Regions from separate parts of the Ovis aries genome. Here region 1 is linked to region 2. The links are chromatin contacts, called in public Hi-C maps. All regions are on one chromosome and are shown on one strand. The core of a region is the stretch at or near the end of the contact, and the rest is flanking DNA. Distances in the headings are between cores, read along the strand shown.

Region 1 (5,140 bases), core at 1,172-3,671, 560 kb before region 2:
ATAAAATATAAAATACAAGCTGCAAGCCATCGCCTTAAAGACCTGCATTCAACATGCTCAGGATACCTATGCTTCAGCATAGGTATGGGATAAGACTTCACCTTGACTAACCTTGAAGTGTGATGCATTATTAACCCTTTACTTTTCAATCAAGAGAGACCCATTACAGGCTGCTTTTTTTTTCCTCTACAAAAATCGTACGTTCCAGGTTCTTCCATTTCAAAATGTCAGCCAAGCGCTATTTCCCTGACTCATTCTCCTGCCGATGCTCACAGAGCCTTCCAATCAGAAGAATCACATCAGCACCTACCCAGGGCTCCCTCAGTGGTTGCAGTGGCGGTGCTAGTGGTGTCGGTGATGGTGATGATGATATTAGAGAAGGAGGGGCAGTGATGCAGGAGGGGGGAGTTCCCTCCCTCCTTCCCTCTCTTCCGCAGTCACGACTCATATTCAGATTTGCCTACAACTCTGCCCTTCAAAATGACCTTACCAAAAAAAAAAGTCACCCTTTCCGTGTAGAGAGGTGGAAGACAGGTAAGGTATCTAATTTGCAACGGGAAAAAAAAATCTATCCAGTCAAGCAACAGGCTACTCAAAATCTTGTAAGATGACCTGTTTCTGCCTTTATGCGACTTATTTCTTACACCCAGGCACCGATTCTGCCTCTCTCTGTAGACCCTGAAAACAAACCGACTTTGCCATGTTTACGGGCCAAGGCTCAGAAACGGAGTCCTGACACAGAGCTTCCAGGGCCGCTTCTGGGTTGTGATGACTCCAGGGTAGGTCATCGGTGGCGAGATTCTAGGTCTCGCTACGAAACACTGCAGTGTATGGATTCTGTCTCCGCCGCCCCCCACCCTCGCCTTCTGAAGTACATATTTAGACTAGATGAAAGGTGCTATAATACACAAACTCTCCTGCATTCGATCCGATTTCCTTCCTGTGGTTCTCTCAGAGCCTCAAATTTCATTTTTAAGGACTTGGGACACGACTGTAAGGGAGAGACAGATCAACTCTCCCACCGCCGGACCGTTCCCAGGACGGAAGGGCTCCAGTGATGCTCAGATAGACTACAACTGACCGAGACCGCCACAATCCACATAACGCTCTACCTAGCGAGCTCCCATCCCCGCCCGCGCCTATTCCGGGGACTCCGCATTCCGCACAGGGATGACAAGCCCGGGCCGGCGCAATCAGAGCAGCGCTCACCACCCGAACCCGCTGCGCCTTCGCCAGCGCGGAGCGCGCGGAGCGGTCCGCAGAGCCTGCGCAAGGGATGCGCCTACCCGGAAACACAAGGCGCTAGGGGGGCAAGAGCTGCGGACCCCGTACTTACACCAGCTGCCACCGGTCCTGCCCAAAAACTCCTTCTTCTCCGAGTTCCAGATAAATTTCTTCCAGCTGCCCTCCTCCTTGGCTTTTCCGCGGGCCATGGTGGCGGGTCAGCAGCTGCCGCAGGGACTGAAGATGGGTGACTGCGGCGTGCGCCCTCGCGTCCTCCCGGGCTGCCGCTCGGCGTTCCCGGCCTGGCTCTCCGCTGGCTGCACCCGCCGCTGGCGCTGCGGCTCTCTGAGTGCCAGACGCGCGGCGGAGAAGCAGAGTCAGGAGCGGCAGGAGGGGTAGGCGGCGGCGGCGGGGGCGGGGGCGGAGGGAGGAGGGAGGGACCGCGCACGCTGGGCGGCTCCGAGCCCCGCACCTATTGGTGGGCGCGCGGCCGCTCGCGGGCTCTCTTTGGTCCGCCACGCGCTCCTCTTGCCCTTGGGCGGGGGGCAGTTCGGGGCCCGCAGATGCCGCTCCCGCAGCCACCAGGGACGCGTGTCCGGCCCCCACCTCCTGTGACCTCTGCAGAAACAGGCAGGGACAGAAGAAAGTCAGAAGGAAGGACGGACAAACGACTGCCGTCTGCCACGAGTCGAGAAATTGGCTGGGGCGCACGCCCTACCTTTACTATATACCGCGAGGGGCGGGGCCTGCGGCCCGAAGGGGCGGGCGCGGGGCTGGCACAAAGGAACTGCGCGGCGGCGGCGCGAGGGGCGGGCTGGAGCCGGGGCGGGGACACGGCGCGCCCGCAAGCCCGCGCAGCCCCCTCCTCGATCCGGGCTGGGCACAGACCCCTCCTTTCCGTACTGAGCTGCTCTGCACCTGCGTCGCCCGGCGCCCGGCAGGCGCTCGGGGTCCCCGGCCTCCGTCCGCCGCCGGTCCCACCCCTCCTAGGCCCTGGCTGGGTGGGGGAAGGCCATTCCCGGACTCCTGAGAGTCGGGGACTCTTGCCCCGCTCCGCCCCGCCTCCCGGCTCCTGCACCTGCCGCCGGCTCCGCGCTCCCCGCCGCTGCGGTTGCAGTTCCGGCCCGTCCCTCTCCTTCCAGGCCAGTCCAGTCGGCCGCCCCGGCTCCTGACTGCCTCACTGTGCTCCTTGTGGGCGGCCTGAACCACCTCAAGCTGGACAATTGCCAAACCCACCCAGGGCGGCAGCCCAGATCCGGGGTTGGGAAGGGGTGAGGTGGTGTAGGAGGCCGACCGGTCAGCTCCCAGTGGGTCGTTCCCTCGGAAACCAGTCGTACTGCCTGGCTGGCGGCTCACACCGGTCTAGACCTGGGCGACAAAATCTGCAGGTGACCCAGCCACCCAGGACTCCCCTTGGCGCCGAATCGGTGCCTGGTACTGTCACGGACATGGTTTTATGCCCCCTTAGGGGGTCACAAAAAGACCACTTTGTTCTTCTATAAAATACCGAAGGCCTAAAAGGCTCAGGGAAGTCCAGTTCAAACGGCGAAAAGTTGCAAGGCAACCATTGGCACCTATTATTCCTTCCCCTCCTTTATCCCCCGTGCCTCACGTGAAAAGCCAGACTTCTTGGTTTCATCTCCTTCTGCTAAGCCCCTGAGCAGTTTCACATGTCCTTCTCAAGACAGTGACACAGCAGAAATCAGCAGGGGAGCCTCTGCAGTCAGGACAGAGAAGCCCCATCCCCAGGGGGCAACCTAGTCCATCTTGGGAAAGGAGCTTTCCCATCCCCATATTTAGAAAGCCGTACAGGGGGATGCTTGTCCGAGTCACCTTTTTGTCGCCAAGGTCAACCTGGTAAGTCTAAGGACAAGCTTGCATTGATGTAGTGCGAGCTCTTTCCCACGAATCCTTCCCAAGGCCCACCTACATGACCTGGGCAAACCTGAAAATTCCTGAAATGCAGGAGCAGCCATCCATCCACCCAGCCCCAGAGGGGCTGCTGCATGTAGGCTTGGGTCAAGGGCAACTTTGAGAACTGCTCTGCGGAGAAAGGAAGCTGCCCCCTGCTTTGCCCCTGCAGTGTTTGTATTGGAAAAGCCCCAAGCTGGTGGTAGAACTGCAGGAAGAAGCTGCCCTTGTGGGGATGATGCCCCGGTACCCTCCCAGCAGAAGTTAACTCATGGCGGACTCGCCAGCAGGACAGGTCACTAGGAAGGGCATGCGTTTAGGGAGTACCTGCTATGAGCAAGACCAGGAAAAACCTGTGGGCAGAATCAGTGAAAGAGGATGAATGGAGGGAAAGATGGAATGGGAAGGGATGGGGGTTTGAGTGAGAGAGTGCAGCGCCCTCCTTTGTGCAAACTCCCTTTACCCACCCCTCCCTCCCTCACTCTACCTCTCTCTCTCTTCTCCAGTAGAGATATGTAGTACAACAAAGTATGCCGAGAAGGGCTCACATTGCCAGGTTTTTTATTAGAACCCTCATTTTCTCCTTAAAAAAGAGGTATTCTATCTTACTCTCTAGAGTTGTGGCAATTGCCAATTGGCCTGATCCTGTGTCCGGCAAGGATGAGCTTTTTCTGCTGGCCTTTAGGTACTTCTTCCCTGCTATCTTTAGGGGAAGATAAACTCCCCTCAAACTTTACCTCCCTAGCTTTGTTCATTCTTCTTCCCTTGCAGGTAAACTTTTGCCAGGTTCTGACAAGCTTTGAGGGTCATGCCTTCACGGCAGTTGCTGCTGCTGCTGCTAAGTCGCTGCAGTTGGGTCTGACTCTGTTCTGTTCAGTTCAGTTCAGTTCAGTTCAGTTGCTCAATCGTGTCCGACTCTTTGTGACCCCATGAATTGCAGCACGCCTGTGCGACCCCATAACAGCAGCCCACCAGGCTCCCCCATCCCTGGGATTCTCCAGGCAGTAACACTGGAGTGGGTTGCCATTTCCTGCTCCAGTGCATGAAAGTGAAAAGTGAAAGTGAAGGCACTCAGTCGTGTCCGACTCTGTGCAACCCCATAGATGGCAGCCGACTAGGCTCCCCATCCATGGGGTTTTCCAGGCAAGAACATCTCATTCTAAATCAACCTCCCCTGGCTTATAGGAACCTCTGTGTTTCTACCCAAACCTGGTATTGCCACTGGAAAGCATGATCTCATCTCGATGAGAATCAGATTCAAACTTCACCTTCCATTCTAGACTGTCTAGAATTGTTTCACTCATCTAACTATGTTGGACTTCCCTGCTGGATCAGACTGAAAAGAATCTGCCCAAAATGCACGAGACATGGGTTCAATTCCTGGGTTGGGAAGATCCCCTGGAGAAGGAAATGGCAACCCACTCCAGTATTCTTTTCTGGAGAATTCCATGGACAGAGGAGCCTGGTGGGCTACAGTCCATGGGGTCACAAAGAGTCGCACACAACTGAGCAACTGACTGAACCATATCACCAGAAAGAGCAACCTGGTGAAGGGCAAGACAGACCCGCATTCACCCAGCTTCAGCTGTGTGGCCTTGAGCAAGTCCCTTGTTCTCTCCAGGGCCAGTTCTCTCAGTTGTAAAATTGGAGTGACACAGTGTTGCAAGGATTAAATGGGAGATGTGGGAAAGCCCTAAGTGCAGTTGCCTGGTACATAACAAGAGCTATTGAGCAACCAGCTTAATTATAATTAGCTGTTTCCATTTGACCTTGTCTAACCTTGAGGCTGCTGCTAGGACCTTCCCACTGTGACAGCCCCTCCTGCCAGGGTTCTGAGTTCCCTGAGAAGGTCACCCTGACTAATTCTCCACCCTCTAGGCCACCTTTCCCCTTGCTTTCCAGTGCTTCCTGCTCTGTGACCTCCTCTAAGTTGAGTAATGAATAACTCGAGCACACCATGTCCCTTTGGGCTGTGCTGGGCTGGGCTTGCGTACTGAGGCCCCTT
Region 2 (4,916 bases), core at 1,513-4,012:
AGGCTGGGGTGAAGGCAAAGAAATCAGATCCTTGGTCCTCACCTCTCTTCCAGTAGAGTGAGAAGAGAACATCAATGCAGCACTTAGCCCCTCCTGGCAGAAAGCAGCAGTTGATACCGAGTGGCATCAGTTCAGCACACAAAATGTTCTCCTGGCTCTGCATCCATTGCCTGCTCCTCCCCACCCTATCGGCTACCAGTGGATGGAGAAGCCACAATAAATATCCCCTTGCTGTTTTTCCTTTATTAACAAGAATACATATTCCTCTCCTATGATAAGATAGAGGTAACTCTCATCTGCATGTTGATTGCTGTCTTTGGATAATGACAACTAAAAATTCGTTCTGAGCAACCTCTACATTTTCCATTAATTAGGCTTAATGATGTGGCCTGAGTAAAGAAAAGAGAAAAAACATCTCCTTGTATTCCAATGAATAAATCTGATTTAGTTGATTCCACTGTGTTTTCTGTTACTTCTCCCTGGCTCCCCAAACACATGAGTTAGAGGACCTCTGGGGTAGACGTACCATATCACTAAGGAGCATAGACCAAGAGCCATTTATTCTAGGCCATTTCTCTCTGAGCGTCCTTCCTCCCACTTGTGTCTCTGAGAAACTGGCTGGACTCACTTCCAAAAAGAGGAGATGAGACAGAGTCTGGCCCATCAGTTGTTTAAATGACTTAATGCCCAGGAATTTGGGGGATTGTAATTTAAGGCCTCCCAGGCCATGCTCTGAGAATTCGTGCTTGTGTGCTCCGTCATGTCTGACTCTTTGTGACCACGTGGACTGTAGCCCACCAGGCTCCTCTGTCCATGGGATTCTCCTAGAATACTGGGATAGATTGCCATGCCCTCCTCCAGGGGATCTCCCAGACCCAGGGATCAAACCCACATCTGTTATGTCACCGGCACTGGCAGGCGGACTCTTTACCACTAGCACCTGGAAAGCCCATACTCTGTGGCACCATAGGCTATTAACCGGTTTTATATCTATTAGCAAATTCATTTCAGCATTCCTGATTCCATGTGTGTGTTCTTCAAATTCTCCTTTGAACAGATTTTAGCATCTTACTCATTCCCTAATTAATAGATGGGTTAAATAAAATGTTTGAAATTTATTCATTATGTGTTTGCATATGAATCATGATTTTAACCTTTTTGAAAATTGTACTTTAGTGTAACTCCTGTATTTAATGTTAAGAACTATTATATCATATTAATAATCACTCCCTTTATCAACTTTAGTTTCCATTTTCTTAAAAGGAAAGCAATAGCAGTGAAAAAAGAAAAATTACCTCGCCATATCAGACTTAATTAAGCAGTTCAGAGTGTTAGTACAGAAGGGCTTTTCTGTTGTTTTCTAACTTATAAGTAAAGGAAGGAGACAATCACATGTATTCAGGTTTATTTTCCAGGTACTCTTGTGTATGTTGTCAAATTTATACCTCACAGCAACCTTGTGATAAAATTATTGTTGTGATCATCATTATTATAAAACACTTATTCTTTATTAGCCACTCTTTTAAACTCCATGCATATAGTATCATATTTAATCATTACAGCAAACTTATGGGGTAGATACTATTGTCCTCTTTTTCCAGATGAAGAAACTGAGGTGTCAGGAGATTCAGCAACTCACCTAAGATCACAGCTAATAAGCAGTGGATTCTGTATTCAAGCCCAGGCAGTTTAACTTCAGAGCTTGAACTCTCAACCACTTTTCATTTAATTCCACTTAACAGCTGAGAAAAATGACAGTGAAGTTACTTGCCTAATAACAAAAGGCAAGTAAATGACAGGGCCAAGATCTCTACCCAGGTCTGCCAGACTTTAAAGGCCAGCTTCCTCTACCAGAGCAAAGAGAGCGACTATTACTGAAGTTGAATACAAGCTGAAATGTACCTACAGCTTTTGTCCTGTTGACAACCTGATCACATTTACAGCAATCATTCAAAATAACTCACATCTTGTTCCTCCAAAGCAGAAAATCAGCTGGAAGGAAAGCTGTTAGTATTTGAACCTACAGGAAAAAAGCATATGACACTTTGAATCTCCCTTAAGAATTTCAGGTACCATATTCAGCCCTGTGCTTTATTTATCTGGCCTCTTTCCTATCTGTTACCATTATCTCTCAAGACCTAGTAGGCAGAAATATACCCTGAAAGGCCTTGCCTGGTACCTTGTGCAGAATAAAAAAAAAAAAAAAAAAAAACACAAAAAAACCAAAAAACCTTCAAGTATTGTGGGATGCAACCACCTGATCGGTGCAACATGGAGATGCCTACTCAGCTGAGATGCTGCCCTGTTGCCCCCAAACACGATCACTCCAGCAGAGCTTCTCCGAGGTACTAGGTGCTGGGGTGGGCAGCTGTGGGCCACGGTTTAGGAGACTCAGAGATGCGGAGGAGTCTGGCTGAGATCATAAGGAAGAATCTTGCTGCTTTAATTCCTCCTCCTGCAAAGCAGCTCCAAGACCTCTGGCCATTTCCTCTCCCCTCGGCTCCCTCCCTTCCCTGTACACCCCCACCTATTGTCGCAAACAAGCCCCAATAAGGCAGCTTTCCCACCATCTCCAGCCCTGCCCACCCTAAGCATTGCCAAATTAGGGTTTTGCCTCCCAGCCCCGGGGCTAGAAGCTTATAAACCCTCCTCCGCCCCTGCTGTCATCCCCTCACTGCAGCGCTACGGTCCTGTGGCACCTCCAGGCGCAGCTTTGCAAGCCGGCATCTGCACTGCGGGGCTGCCTCCCCGGATCTCCCTGCCCCCGCCTGGCTTCTGTTCTCCTCTGTGTGCTGCTGCCTGCAGCTTACATAAGCCCCGCGCACTGCACACATGCAGTGAATTCATCTTCTCCTTTATGGAAGCCCCTCTGGCATGACAGGGAAGCTGAAATGCTACTTGATGTTCCTGCCCCCCGCCCAGCCCTCCGCGCCCTGGAGCTGTCAAGTCATCACGCCCTAAAACAACAAATTCAGCAGCAGCAAATACTCTGTGGACAGGGCAGAAAGCCCTGAATTGATAACTCTGTCCTAAGGAAATAGGAACTGCTGAGAAGGGGGTATCTGAGCAAGTGTTTTAACCTCTGGGCTAGCGCAGCATTGCATCTAATCAGTTGGGACCACCTGCCAGCCGCACTGGCCCCAGCAGAGCCAGCCAAAGTCATCAGACCTACTTTGCCAAGAGAAAGGAAGGACAAACTGGTTTGTGCCAAATCTTCTCATAGACTGATTGACGTAGTAGGTATTTGCTTCCTGCTTGGCTTTACTAGGATGTTCTATTCTGGAAACATTAAACATCTTCCCTGGTGGCAAGGGGATAGTCCTAATTTCCTGCTGACAGGATTGAGTGGCCCCGTGGTCTCCTCTCATTTCCAACCAGCTGCAGCCACTCTCTTCCACTCCCAGGAGGCTCTCAAGTCTCCCATCAGGAAGCCCAGGACACAGGGACGTCTGTCCTTTATAGTCACGGGGACTCTCCTTGTCCCACCAAGCAAAAGGCCATCAAGCTGAGTTCACCAGTCCATCTGCCTTGGTTAGATGTAGATGGAGCCGCAGAATGTCTTTCTAGTGTGGACAGAGCATTTTGCCAGATCTGATTCATCACCCTCAGGAGCAGGAAGAGGGAACTCCTTCCAGCAATACTATGGGGCCTAAGTAGGGAGATTCTTGGAAAGGGCCCTCCTCTGTCCTGGCTATCTCGTGGGGACTCTTACTGCTCTGTCAAGTTCAACTTTGCAAAAGTTAGGCCTCCCAGGTGACTCAGTGGGGTTCCCCAGTAGCTCAGTTAGTTAAGAATCGCCTGCTATGCAGGAGACCTCGATTCGATTCCTCGTTCTGGAAGATTCCCTTGGAGAAGGGATAGACTACCCACTCCAGTGTTCTTGGGCTTCCCTGGTGGCTCAGGTGGGAAAGAATCTGCCTGTAATGTGGGAGACCTGGGTTTGGTCCCTGGGTTGGGAAGATCCCTTGGAGGAAGGCATGGCAACCCACTCCAGTATTATTGTCTGGAGAAGCCCCACAGACCGAGGAGCCTGACTGCCTACAGTCCATGGGGTTGCAAAAAGTCAGACATGACTGAGTGATTAAGCACAGCACAGATGACTCAGCAGTAAAAAATCCGCCTGCAGTGCAGGAGACGTGGATTTGATCTCTGAGTAGGGCAGGTCCCCGGGAGAAGGAAATGGCAACCCACTCCAGTATTCTTGGCTGGGAAATCCCATGGACAGAGGAGCCTGGCGGGCTATAGTCCATGGGGTCACGAGTCAGACATGACTTGGTGACTAACAACAACGATAGAAACTGAAGAGGAATGGATTTGGCAGGGAGCTGCTCTAGAAATAGGGTGACATTAGGATGACCAACCATCCCAGTTTGTCCTGGGTTTAAAGGAGGACACAGGACATTCTGTTGGGAAAGTCCCAGGCAGGCTGGGACCAATCGTGCAACCAAGGCAGGGGTAGGGGTAAAGGAGATTTTCCTTGGCAACTCGAGCTCGGGACTGAAAGGACGTTTTTTTCCTTCCCAAAGCGTACAAGAGAGTACCTGCTCCCTGACAAATGACAAGGAAGAGGACATCTCATATCCATTGATACACAGAAACTACTGCAAATATAAAAAGACAATTCTGGGAGAAGGTGTCAAGAAATCTAATGGGTTAACAATGTTCAGGACATTTAATCTTCAGCTGTACCCTGTTTGTGCCAGTTGGAATGGCATAAGTCATAAAAAGGACTCCATATCCATGATGGCAGGATGGCATCCCCACATTCCACCCCTGGCTGTACTCACTGCATCAACCTCTCCCCCGACCCCCACAACTTAAACTTAGAATAGTAACAGCAGTCCTCTGCATGGCATTTCCTGGGCATTGGATAGAATAGTAACAGCAGTCCTCTGCACGGCATTTCCTGGGCATTG

What was found. Hi-C and Micro-C count contacts between places; a contact is called where the count stands out from the background.
Region 1: a contact with region 2 is called in a Hi-C map of muscle, with 7 times the contacts expected there. The contact joins the promoter of ATP1B1 here to the enhancer-like site in region 2. A contact is called at or near these places in 2 of 16 Hi-C or Micro-C datasets (hypothalamus and muscle).

Annotation. Positions count from the first base shown.
Region 1 is chr12:36,032,524-36,037,663 of ARS-UI_Ramb_v3.0, reverse strand. It overlaps ATP1B1 (ATPase Na+/K+ transporting subunit beta 1), which reads right to left and starts at 2,421. Exons shown (of 7, transcript NM_001009796.1): 1 at 2,303-2,421; 2 at 1,337-1,842. The coding sequence starts at 1,433.
Region 2 is chr12:35,472,842-35,477,757 of ARS-UI_Ramb_v3.0, reverse strand. No RefSeq gene overlaps it. Among named protein-coding and RNA genes, the nearest start is that of XCL1, 52 kb to the right of the region's middle. Within about 2 kb of position 2,762, at least 14 of the 54 cell types and tissues checked have an H3K27ac peak or open chromatin away from gene starts, as enhancers often do. A contact at or near this core is called in hypothalamus and muscle, where this site is marked.